Linked DNA regions of Sus scrofa: region 1 is linked to region 2. Evidence: chromatin contacts called from public HiChIP or PLAC-seq data. All regions are on one chromosome and are shown on one strand. The core of a region is the stretch at or near the end of the contact, and the rest is flanking DNA. Distances in the headings are between cores, read along the strand shown.

Region 1 (6,632 bases), core at 57-2,556, 270 kb before region 2:
TTTTATCTCAGGAAGCTGGCAGGTAGAGGAGCTTATGTATTTGGGGGACCTGTGGGAGGGAGGGGGAGAGAGTGGCACTGTGACCTGTCTGCATGGCAGCTGGCTCCTGCCACCTGAGCTCGGTTGTGCTGGGGGAGCTGGTGGCAATTGCAGCTAGCGTTGCACTTTCTCCCAGGTCCAGCTTGGGTGACCATTGGCTTTTCCCTCCAGGGTGGGCTGGGGGTGTTTGTCCAGCTGATGCCCATCCTCATCCTGATCCTCGTGTCAGCTCTCAGCCAGCTTATGGTCTCCAGTCCACCCTATAGTCTGAGCCTGAGGCCGTGAGTATCTGTAGCTGGGGCGAGACGGGTGGTGGGTAGACATGGGGTCTCAGGCCCCATGAAATCCATCCCATTGAAATCCAGCATAGAAAGCTGCTCAGAATCAAGAAAATAGACTTTCTCTGTTGGAATTCCTTTTTTTTTTTTTTTACTTTTTTGGCTTTTTAGGGCTGCACTCGTGGCATATGGAAGTTCCCAGGCTAGGAATTGAAATCAGAGCCACAGCCACAACAACGCCAGATCCAGTCTACATTTGTGACCTACACCGCAGCTCATGGCAACGCCAGATCCTTAACCCGCTGAGCAAGGCCAGGGATCAAACCTGTGTCCTCATGGATACTAGTCAGACTCATTTCCACTGAGCCACAATGGGAACTCCAGATTCTTGGTCTTTTTAGGATCACAGTCTCTTAAGAAAACACAGTGAAACCTGCAGATCTTTTCCCTGGAACACTGCAGGCACACACAATTTTGCATGATTTCATTGGCTTTGTGACACTCTCCCCATTTTATCTACTGGCCTTAAGAGCTTCTGCTCTTGCAATCTGATTGGGGGCCCTTGAGACCCTGGCAAGAACAGAGGCTTTAGAGTAAGAGTAAGAGTGGCTCCTCTACTAATTAAGCAGCTGTGAACCCTGGACTAATTACATAACTTCTCTGAGCCTTGGTTTCCTCATCTATAAAATGGAAATAGCATCTACCTGCTTGTGAAAACTAAATGAGTATACACATAAAGTGCCAGGCTCATCAGAAATGCTTGACACCATTCGTTGAATGAATATATGGTCTTAACCACCAGTGGTGAACTTGGGCAAGTTATCTGACCTTTTAAGGCATCAGCTCCCTCCCCGCGCCCCTGCCCCCACCTAGTGGCCAGGCTCTGCCTCGGAGCCTGGCAGGATCCCCCTCAACCAGCAGGGGGCAGAGTCGGTCCACTGGACCCACATCAGCCAGGGCAGCAGCTCTGTGGCCTGATGCCAGCTTTTTTCTCTGCAGCTGGGGAGCTGAGAGGCAGCAGCAGGCAGGCAGGGGCTGTGCTCACTGAAGCACTGACTCCTGTCTGCATGCTAAAGTTTTTCCCAGAGCCTGCAGGTGGAGCTGAAAGATAAGAATCCAAGAGCTGGAAGGGTACAATTCTTTGGAATTCCTCCTGTCGTTGTGTTCCTAAGCCTCGTAACTCTAGACTGGGAGCTCTTGGGGAGCCAGGCAGGCCCTCAGCAATGCGACTGGCCTAGGAATGAGTGAGGAAAAGAAGGCACAGGGATCTCAAGTCACATAGCTCGTCAGAGGTGAAGCCTGGACTCACTCCAGGATCCAGACTTCCCTCAGCAGCACCCCCTCCCCCCAAGAAAGGCCACAGTTAGCATGTGGTAAGCAGTGAGCCTGAGCAGGGCCTTGCTGTAGGCTGGGCCATTTGTACTGGAGGGATACCCTGCCTTTTCTCCAGGCCCTCCCTGGGGTAGTGCGGAGTTCCTGCTCTAGTTTGGGAAGGAAGCAGCTACTCCTGTGGCCTCTATGGCACCTCCTCTGGCAGACCCCAGTCAGGACCTGAGGGCCTGGGGACCCAAGCCCACTTCGTGCCTGGTGTATGTCTGTCCAGGTCGGTGGGCCACGTCCACAAGCGGGTCACTGACCACCTGAACGTCGTCTACTACGTAGCAGACACATTCTCTGAAGAGTACACAGGCTCCAGCCTCAAAATGGTTGAACGGAATGTGGAAGACGACTATATTGCCAATCTCCGAAACAACTGTTGGAAGGAAAAGCAGCAAAGTGAGTGTGTGTCTGTATTTGGGGTGCAAAGCTTGGAGCAAGGAAGGAGAAAGCCCTGCTCACCCAGTGATGTGTGGGCCCAGCACCTGGCGCTGCCCTGCGCCAGCCATGTCCCAGCCAAGAGCTGGACTCCACCCCCATGTTTCCCTGGGGATGGGAGCCAGGGGCCACCTGGAGATTGCCTCCAACTTGCCGTAGATCACTTCAGTCAGCCCGTTGTTTGCTTGCCGTGGGTGAGTGTATAGAGGGAGATTGGAGCACGTTTGGCCACCCACTGATGGGGCATCTGGATCCATCTTTGGCACCCGGAGCGGGGAGGTCTGACCAGGATGACATTTTCTCTCCTTGGCTGGCCTCAACTATACTACATAGAAAGGAGCCTCTAGTCCGCTCCCAAGGGGGACCATATTTCCTTGTCCAGGGTCTACCCTAAAGGGAAGCCAGCTCTGCCCCAGCTCCTGGGCCTAGAACTGCCTTCCCCGTCCCCCCACAGGCCAGGCAGGTGTTGTAGCACCTTAGGGGTGAGCCTAACCCTGCTCCATTGCTTTGCAGAGGAAGGCTTGCTGTATCGGGCCCGCTACTTTGGCGACACAGATATGTACCACAAAGCACAGAAGATGGGCACCCCAAGCTGTAACCGACTGTCAGAGGTGCAGGCCTCCCTGCATGGATAGTCCTGGGCCAGCCGTGCCACCGAGGTCCAAGTATGAGCCAGGGCCGCCTCTGCCCTGCAACTCCTGGCAGCTCCGGCCCTGGTCATGAGGCAGAGGAGAGTGGAAGGAGGAGGGAGGGAGGGAGCCTGGTGATCATGGCACAGTTTCCCTGTCCCCAGCTTGACCTCCACTGTGCAAAGATGGGACAGCTCTGGCATGCACTGGGAAACTATAGTCTGTCTCAACCCTCTAGCACTCTTCCACCCCACTGCACTCCATACTCTGGAGCTGTGGGGTGCCCAAGAGCCAGAGAGGAAGGGGAGCCCAAAGCTGCTGCTAAGGGCCACTCATGCCTCCTTGGTCTACAGCCATCGAGTCACCATGGCCTGTTCCCAAGTACAGCAGACTATCAATCTGAGCCCTGGGATTAAGGCCACCAAGTATTGCTGGGTCCGCAGTAGGCCCCACACGTCCCCTGAACCATGGGGGAACTAGTGGATCAAGAGCCCTTCCTCTTCGCTGTCCTTCTAGGCAAGAAGAAATGGAACCAGAGGGGGGGCAGCCAGGCAGCAGGCCGAGGGGGGGGGGCACACCCCCAGGCTGCTCCTTGTCTAGTGGGATCAGAGGTGCTTTTGAATGCCACTGCACCTGGAAGCCTGGAAGCCACAGGCATCCGGCCCACCCAGGTGTCTCACCTGAGGTCTGAGGAAGGAAACAGAAGGTCATGAGTTCAGAGCTGAGCAGAGAGCCCTCAGCACAGAAGGGGTGGGGAAAAAATGAAAGGTGCTGGTAGCAGGCTTCCTGCTTCTTTACGCTTGTGTGTGGGTAGCAGGCTCTGTTCCCAGCATTTGCCAAAGGGGACAGCTTGGACTAAGCCCAGAAGAGTGTGGGCAGAGCCGGTGAAGGTTCTTTTTTGTGTTGGTTCCCTGCCCACCCCCTCCTCTGTCTGTGTTCCCTCAGGGGCGGTCCAGCTACAGACTCTACTTTGAGGCCTTTCTGGCTAGTGCCTCTGGGAGGAAAAGAGACTGCAGGGGGCGGTGGGGGCGGGGCTGAGATGGGCAGGACAGGGCCAAGGAGCTGGCTGTTAGTGTGGGCTGAGTTAGAGACTCCGGGGCACATGCTGCCAAGCTAACTGTTACCACTCTCCTCCCCAGACTATGAAATCCCTGGAGAATTTTTGGTGACGTGCACTGAGCCAAGGTGATGGACTGTATGTTTAAGGAAAGACATAACAAGAAAAAAAATTAAAATGGAATTGGAGGCCGAATGCCACACAACTGCCCTCTCTCTCACCCAGTAAATGCAGAAAGCTCTTAGAACAGACAGGAAAACCTGCCACGGGGCTGCTTCCCTTCCTCCCAAGGATGGCAAAGGCTCAGGCTCCACATCGGCTCTCTCCTAGGATACAGAAACCATGGCAACGAAAGTAGAATGTAAAACTTGCAGCAAATGTCTATGGGAAGGGCTGGGGGAAGGGGCACCCAGCTGCCTTTCTTCCCCCTCCCTGAAGCCACCACCAGTCACCTCAGTGGAAGCAATCAGAGGTGTTGGCCAAGGAGAAAGAGGAAGATGAAAGCGAACTCTCCATAGAATGTAATTTATAGATGCGTGTATATGTATATATCTATTTATATGTAAATAGCATATATAAAGAGATATATATATATATAGCCTACTTTTTAAACTATGCAGGGATTTGGTTAAGTTGTTCAGTTAATTTCTTCCCTGTTTTAGAAAACAGCTTGGGGAAGGTAGCCTGGTCCTTCAAAGGCTAGACATTAGCCATAGCTGACAGCATAAGGAAAGTCGGGTCCTAGCTTTTAACAGTCCCCTCAACCCCAGCCTGGTTTTGATGGCAGCAGCAATCATGACAGTATAAATCTGTGGAAAACTTGGAAGGTTGCCAGGTTTATGGTTAAGCTGGGGGCGGGGGCAGGGTGTGGAGCAGGCTGCAGGGGGAGAAATTCCTCCTAAGGCCAGGCGCCAGGTTAGTATGGAGTCACAGTGGAGGCCCCAAACGGCCTGTAGGGATGAGACCACCCCCCTACACCCCACCCCGCCAAGCTCTGGCCAGCTCAGGTGGGCGCTTTGCCTGGTGCCCAGGAGCCCTCTGACCCCTAGCCACAGAGAACAGCAGGGTTGGCGGGGGACCAGGTTCTGCCTGACCACCAGCCCCCTTTAGTTCCTAAATCAGTTTGGCCTTATAGGTGCCCCAGGGCACAGCCCCATTGTTGCTACTGATTTTTCCTAAGTCGTGGAGCAAGGACTTTAGATGGCTTTTTCTCCAAGATTCAATCAGGTGGTGCCCAGGACGCTGGGGCAGCAGCCAACTCCTGAAAAAAGTCCATGACCATGGACATCTCTGTCTCTACCCTCCATGGACATGACGCCACCCGGCCTTCTCTTGCACATTGGACAAAGGATGCACCTGAACCATTTTCTTACTTTCACCGTCAAATGAGGATTTTTCTCAAAACAGCAGTTGCTGCCAGGGGGAAGGGAGGGAGGTTTTATTTATTCCCACAGTTTATACTGGGCCTTTTGGAATTACCTTTTTTTCCCCAAATTTTCCTCTGGCGGTGAGTGTGTCACTGAGCCTGCCATCCTCCGAAGCCTTACTACCCCAAGCTGCCAGCCAGGAGGGGATAACCACCCTCCCAGAGCTTCTCTCAGCTCTTTTTTTAAAAGTCCCCAACATAGGATTCTTGCTGGGAAAGGAAGCTTGGTTAAGAAATGTCAAACATGGTTTTTACAAGGTCTTGCCCTGTGACGAAGCAGCCACCCCAGTCCAGAGAGATGCTCAGAACTGGATGTGGGTGAGAGCGCCCTGCCCACAGTGGCCCCGGTGCTCTGCGCCCACCACCCCGACCACCTGGTCTCAGTAGATGTCCCTAGATGGGCTGAGCCATGTGCAATAAGAACGTAGATCCTAATGGATCCCCTGAGAAGCTGTATTTCTTGAATTAGAATTCTGAAATTGTATATCTATAAATATATGTTTATTACGTGATTGGCTGGCCTTGGTGGGTCTGTGTTGGGCAAGGGGGATGAGCTGGGGGCGGGCACAAGCACCTGTTGCTGCTGACACGGTACAGCCCAGACCACAGGGAGTTTTTGGTGGCAAGCCTAAGGGTCCCGTCCCCCCCCCCCGACTCCCCACCGCTGGCCCGGCCCCAGGTGACAGCCACTTCAGTCACAAGTGTACCCCTCCAGGTAAGGGTAAGAGGCTCAATTGGGCCAGGACCCTGAGGTTCCTGATACCGGTCCAGGGTGGGCAACCTGGGCCATGATCACAGCCTCTGCCTCCCCCTCGTCCAGCTCCCTCCCTTCATTCCCTTGGGCCTGCTGTGAGGCAAACATTCAGAACCTCCCTTCCCCCACCCTGGATCCAGATCGAGGGAAAAGTTCTCCCAAGTTTCCATCTGTGGTTGCACTACCTTCCCAGCCATCCTTCCCACACTGGCTCCACAGCCCGCCCTCCTCCCCCAGAAGATTGGAAAAGTTAAAAATGTGGCAGCCCCGGTAAGGCTTTCTGTGAATGGAGCAGCAGATCTGCCCGGGCCTCCCAGAGACAGAGCCCGGCAGCCCTGACTGGTGGCCCGAGGCCCCTCCTGCGGCTGCTCCAGCCAAAGACAGGCAGGCTGCCCGGTGGTGCCACTGCAGCCCGGGAGCTCATTGGCTGCCCCCACCAGGGTCACCGCAGCCTGCCCGGCCCGCTCTGCGAGCTGCCACTTGTTGGCTGCAGTTAGCAGGGGCGTTGCCAGCCGCCCCTGTTTACCCACCCCAACTCCCTGCCCTCGTGTGTGGCTCTGAGAGCCAGAGGGGTGGGAGAGACTCCTTCCAACTGTTTGCTGTAAAAAAGAGCCTTTGACAAGTGTCCCCACCC
Region 2 (6,286 bases), core at 1,778-4,277:
GGGGCCCTTTAAATAGGGGTTGTCCAGAGCCCACTCTGAACTGACAGCACTCATGGCCTGAACCTAGCCAGAACACAGATTGGGACTTGAACCCACATGTCTGGACTCAAACCCAGCCTAAATCCAGATTGGGACTTAAACCCACAGTTTTAAATCAGAATCACTCACCCAGTGTCTGGACTTACTGAGGTTCAGGTTCTTCATGCCTCTGTGCAGAAGGAATTAAGTGAGAGATAAAAGTGATAGGCAAGCAATAGATTTATTAAGATAGGACGCCCGCGAGAGATGCAAGCGTGCAGGCAAGGAGGCTCCGCCCCAAGGATTAGGAGACCTACAGTTTTATCATCCAAGGGGAGTGGGGGTGGGAAAAGACCACCTCGTCCTCTTCCTTGGAGGAATAGCTCCTCCTTAGTATGCGGTAAGGTGTGTATTTAAATCAGCAGAAGGGCAGTCCTCCAACTCCTGCCCTTGGTCTGAATCCAAATGCAGGCCTCATCCCACCCCCCACCCAATGACCTGAGGCAGTTCTTGCACTTCCATTCATCAGGCAAGCCTGCCTCGTTCTGATGGCTTTCTTGAGCAATTATTAATGTACAGTGATCTCCCAAAGTCCCCTAGCTTTCCCTCTCTATCTGTGATCCTTTACTGGGGCTTCAACAACTACCTGTGCCTACTCCATCCCTATCAACTCCAGACCAGCTGAATCAGTCTCTGAGGGCAGGGGGAGGCTGGCTCTCAAAGTGTGAGCCAGGGACTGGCAGCACCAGCAGCACCAGGGCACTGGTTAAAATGCAAGTTCTCAGGCTCTACCCCTGACCTACTAAATCAGAAGCTCTGGGATGGGGCCCAGAAGTCTATGTTTTACTAAGGCCCTCCAGGAGATTCTGCTGCATAGGAGAGTTGGAGTCCGTCATGGCTCAGTGGTTAACAAATCCGACTAGGAACCATGAGGTTTCGTGTTCAATCCCTGGCCTCACCCAGTGGGTTAAGGATCTGGCGTTGCCGTGAGCTGTGATGTAGGTTGCAGATGCAGCTCGGATCCTGCGTTGCTGTGGCTGTGGTGTAGACTGGCAGCTACAGCTCCAATTAGACCCCTAGCCTGGGAACCTCCATATGCCATGGGTTCGGCCCTAGAAAAAGGCAAAAAGACAAAAGAAAAAAAAAAGAAAAAAGAAAGTTTGAGAACCAGTGGGTGCTTTGAAATGCATGTCTAGAGTTGAAAACCACTGGGTTAGTTTAGGAAGTTCTGTTTTTGTTGTTGTTGTTGTTGTTATTTTTTTGTCTTTTTGCCATTTCTTGGGCTGCTTCAGCAGCATATGGAGGTTCCCAGGCTAGGGGTCGAATCAGAGCTGTAGCCACCAGCCTATGCCACAGCCACAACACGGGATCCGAGGCATGTCTGCAACCTATACCACAGGTCACAGCAACACCGGATCCTTAACCCACTGAGCAAGGCCAGGGATAGAACCCACAACCTCATGGTTCTTAGTCGGATTCATTAACCATTGCACCACAACGGAAACTCCCGGAAAGTTCTGTATTTTTGTAGTAAGTGGTATAAGCAAGGGTTGAGATTCGTGGCCTCTTCAGCAGTGGCTTATGGGCTCCTTGCTAAGGTTCAGAGTTCAGCTGGGCTTAGGGCAGCTGGGCTGTCCTCCCTGTAGGAGGAAAAGGGACATGACTTTCTGTTCGTAGAACATCTTCTTTGTACATAAGTGAGAACAAGACAAAAATTATCATCACAATTAATATTGCTGCCCACCCTGTCCTATTCTTCACACCAATACAGAAGAGGCCTCAGACCTGCTCAGGACATCCTGGACGAACTGTATTTTGAGAATCTACTGAAATGCAAAGAAGGGGAGCCCAGGCTCCATTAGCTGTGTCTTAGTGAGTTCCAGCTAAGCTACGTTCACACCCTGCAAACATAAAGCCTTTTTCTTGGGTTTTGGCACATTCTTCACAATCTCAAGCCTGGAGGAATTAATTTCTCATTTCGGAGTAATAGAAGAGTTGTGGGAAGTGGGTGGAGTGGGAATTTCTAGGAATCACAGCTTTTTTTTTTTTTTTTCCATTCATTTCTTTCTTTCATTTTCAATCTGATGTTCTTGTCTGCGCTTCCTGATGCTCCACCCAGCAACTGTCACTCTGTCTCGTCTGGGAGTCATGAGAATTGAACACCATATTGATATTTTCAACCAGAAGGGACTGCAGTGTACTTTCGGTTTTAAAGCAACTAGAGGATGGAGTCTGGCTAGAACTCTATAACCTTCTGCTTTCCCAGCCTGGAAGGAGGGTGTGTGTGTGTGTGTGTGTGTGTGTGTGTGTGTGTGTGTGTGTGAGCGTGCGTGTGCCTAGGGTAGCAGCCACAACATGCCCTCCATTCACTTTCCCCGCATCTGGAGAAATCTGTGACCCTGATGAGCCAGCTCCTGCCTCCTTAGCATCTACAGGAGAGAATAGAAACCAAGGGCAGGTGGAAGCTTGCTAGAGGTTGCTATTGGCTCCTGGGGGCAAATATCGCTCTCGGGCCCATCCCATTTGATTGCTGAGCACATCAGCCTCATGTACACGCCTTGCGCCCCAGACGCGCCCTGGTCCTCACTTGGTTATTACCCATCCGCCTCTTTCCTGTCTGTCTCTGCTGCTCAGGGCTTCTGCTGGCAACCCCGTGGGGTTTCTCCTTAGTTTCTTCCAAGTCTGCTGGGCTAAGGGAGATGTCTTAGATTTATTAAAATCAGTCCCATATTGGGGCCAGATGCTTCACAGCAAATGAGGTGGTCAGGACCGAGTGAAGAAACAAACAGGAGATGAAGGAGGCCCAGCGGTGAAGGGCAGTCTCCTCCAGCGCTTTCTGAAAAGTCGCCTTTTCTTGGGGCAGCCTCTGCTCCCTCTCTCCTCCCAAACCAAACATTTGCTTATGTGTTTTTGTAAACTTCCACGTCTCACTCTGGGGCCAGCAGGCCAGCGTTTGCTGGGCTGTTTCTTCCTCTCTGCGGACAGGGGCAAGGAAGACGGAACACAGGAGTCCTGGCAAGCGTGAGCTGAAGGCCCCGCAGGAAGTCGAGAGGGAGCGCCAGCCCTGTGGGGGGACAGCTGGCAGGCGTGGCTTTCCGAGTTGGGTGGGGAAGTGGGCAAAGGCCAAGGCTTTTCTCCTTCCTAATTGCACAAGTCATAATAATAATGATAAACATGATTTGTCATCGTAACAGCAGTGGTGATGATAAATCACCATGAGGCATTGTATTGGGGTCATCACACTTCTCTTTTCACTTAAAAGACCCCTGAGCAGCACTTTTGACGTCATGATTAGCCTCCTTTGTACTTAAAAACTGAAACTCAGAGAGGTCCCATGAATCAGGGATGGCGTTGCATCCTGATGAATGAAAGGAATACATGTTTGTTCAAGAAACTGCTTAAAATTCAGATAAGTAATTTACTGTCAGCAGTTTGGTTTATGTTTTTCCGATCACTGCTCTGGGCAAATATATTCACATTATGGAGAATATTTTATGTCAATGAAGTTTTATAGACTACTTTTGTTATCTTATATGTCCTAAACATCTTTAACTGTCATAAAAAGTCTTCTGGATGGTTATTTTAATGGCTGTAGAGTATCCCATTGTATGCGTAAACCATAATTTATTTGACCACTTCCTTAGTATTCAACACTTAGAGGGTTTTTTTGTTTGTTTTTCACTATCGTAAACAATGTTTAATGTTTTAAAACAGTAAATCTTAGCATTCAGTCCCAGTTATTTCCTTAGAATAAATGCCTGCGCTGGATTTGCTGGATGAAAGGATATGAAAAAATGTTATGGTGTTTCTTGTATATTCTCAAACTTTCCTCTAAATTCTCCCAACAGATGAATGGAAGTTTCTCTCTACCTTCGCCAGCACTGGGTTTTGCTAATTTTAAAAATTGTCGCCAATTTAAGAGGTCATTATTGTTTTGGTCTGCATTTCTTGGCTGTCTGCCGAGTTTGAGCTTTATGCTGATGTTTATTGAGGGCTTGTATCTGGAGATCTTTCCTCCAGCAACTCCGCATGTGACGCTTCTCTGCCTTGCTCTGCCCTGCTGGCATTGAAAGCCAAGTTCTAAAGAGAGTCTCTGGTCTGCTGCCTCTTTCTTGGCCAGGATCCCATAAGCACTGTTTACAGAGGCAGATGACATGTGCAGGGATTGCCCAAGATCCGAGACAACTGGGCTAACAGTTAAGTGCCTTTTATTGTCCTGTCACCAAGGAAGGACAAGGGTGCTGAAGGCCCCAAGCATACACATGTCCACACAGTGTTCTGAGGCAGAAAGGCATGGGTTTGCAACCTGGATCCAAGGTGGGTTCACCTCTCCAAGCCTTGGTTTCCTCATCAGGAAGATGGGCGATGATCAAGCACCCATTTCACAGGGTTGGGAGGATTATCCAAGGAGCTAATGCATGGAAGGCACTGGGCACAGTGCTTATCAGCACATAGTACGTGCTCAATAAATCATACCAGTTGTGACTATCTGGAGGGTTTTGAGAGAGGTATTTTGAGTGGGGAACAATATTACAAATGTACACTTGCTTAACATGTTCTTAAATACACAACCAGAAGTTCCTCCTTCGTGGCTCAGTGGAAACAAATCTGCCTAGCATCCGTGAGGATGCAGGTTTGATCCCTGGTCTTGCTCAGTGGGTTAAGGATCTGGCGTTGCCTGAGCTGTGGTGTAGGTTGCAGACCCAGTTTGGATCTGATGTTGCTGTGACTGTGGTGTAGGCTGGCGGCTACAGCTCAAATTCGACCCCTAGCCTGGAAACCTCCATATGCTGCGGGAGCAGCCCTAAAAAGCAAATAAAAAATAAAAAACAAAACCAAAAAACCCCCCAAAAAGACACAACCAGTCTTGTCATTTCTGGGAAGCTAAATCATTAGAACTTCATTTTACTTTCTTTAGTCCCACCTCTGACCAGGCTCTTAACAAAATAGCTACCATTTATGAGCACTTACTATGCTCTAGGGCCCTTACATCTGTTATTTTACTTAATCCTTACAACAGCCCCCTAGGTAGATACCATGCACATCCCCATTTTACAGATGAGGGAACTAGCACCCAGACAAGTTGAATACTGTGCCCAAGGTCCCACAGTGAGGAAGCCGGCAGAGCCAGGATTTGAGATCAGGCTCCAGATTCCATACTCTTCTCCTCCTTGATACACAGAGTCTAATATTGGCAAAGATGATGGCATCGCTGTCTCTTTAAGTGCCCAACCTCCCTTAAATTCCACTTCAGTTTACTCTTCAAGAGGTTGCACTTGGCATTGCCAGGGCTCTGTGAGCAGCTCCCGAGGTAGACACTGAATCTCCTACAGCCCCTGAGAACAGATGCAGAGGACTGGATGCCAAGCCATCCAGGCCCCACCACTCTGTGCCTCTCTGCTGGATCCTGTCCCAGAGAGTTCAATGACCAGAAGTTTTGGCAGGGTCAGCCAGTGAGCTGTCTCCTGCTGATGTCTTCAGGGCTCCACTCTGCTCCCATGGCCACATGACCACAGGGCTCCACTCTGCTCCCATGGCCACATGACCACAGGGCTCTCCTAGGACAATGGAGAAGTCAGGACATCCACCACAGGACTGGCCATCCTGCTTCTGTGTCCAAGATGAACTGTGCTGCAGTGAGGTCCTGGGCCTCTTGAGGACACCAGTAGAGCTCAGGGAGCTGTCGCTGCAGATATGGACTGAGTTGTTGCATTGTCAAGGGCAGAATGGAGCTGGTAACTACCCTTGAACCAGTGAGGCCCAAACTACTTCAAATTGTGCAGTCCTGTCAGTCCTTTGCGGGGAGGGACTGACACGGATATGGGGTCTGATGGTGGGTTTTAGTTTTCCCTGATGAGGAATGTATTGATACAGTGATTACAGATTAAGATACATCAGAGTCACTGATTAATTTCCAGTGAAGTGATACTGAGTCTGCTGGGCACATCTGACATGGAATGTCTGTTAGGGCACAGACTGTGCCTTTTATTTCTATGCCCTGCAGCCCGACGTGGGGACTGGCATACTACAGGCACACAGCCACCCTTTGTTGGGCTGAACTGTTTCTGCTACTTTCTAGCTCAGCAAGTTCCTTAAACCCTGCTGAGCCTCAGTTCCTTTACCTGTGAAATGGGGAAAAATTCTACCCAGAGGCGAGGCGTACAGAGGGGTGAGTAATAAATAATGAGCAGGTCCTCAGCACAGTGCCTGGGTCATAGTAGGAGCTCAGGAAATGGTTGTTAAATGAAAGTACCGCCAAAAGATGGAA

Evidence for each region. HiChIP or PLAC-seq counts read pairs in DNA pulled down with a chosen protein or histone mark.
Region 1: an H3K27ac HiChIP or PLAC-seq map of skeletal muscle shows a contact between it and region 2, with 3 times the contacts expected there. The contact joins two enhancer-like sites. A contact is called at or near these places in 2 of 2 datasets of contacts at active chromatin or transcription factors (alveolar macrophages and skeletal muscle).

What each region holds. Positions count from the first base shown.
Region 1 is chr14:75,168,200-75,174,831 of Sscrofa11.1, reverse strand. It overlaps DNAJB12 (dnaJ homolog subfamily B member 12), which reads left to right. Exons shown (of 9, transcript XM_013983329.1): 7 at 211-320; 8 at 1,921-2,093; 9 at 3,901-5,756. The coding sequence ends at 3,950. Among named protein-coding and RNA genes, the nearest start is that of DNAJB12, 19 kb to the left of the region's middle. Within about 2 kb of position 1,306, at least 46 of the 83 cell types and tissues checked have an H3K27ac peak or open chromatin away from gene starts, as enhancers often do. A contact at or near this core is called in alveolar macrophages and skeletal muscle, where this site is marked.
Region 2 is chr14:74,899,037-74,905,322 of Sscrofa11.1, reverse strand. No RefSeq gene overlaps it. Among named protein-coding and RNA genes, the nearest start is that of CHST3, 51 kb to the right of the region's middle. Within about 2 kb of position 3,027, at least 20 of the 83 cell types and tissues checked have an H3K27ac peak or open chromatin away from gene starts, as enhancers often do. A contact at or near this core is called in alveolar macrophages and skeletal muscle, where this site is marked.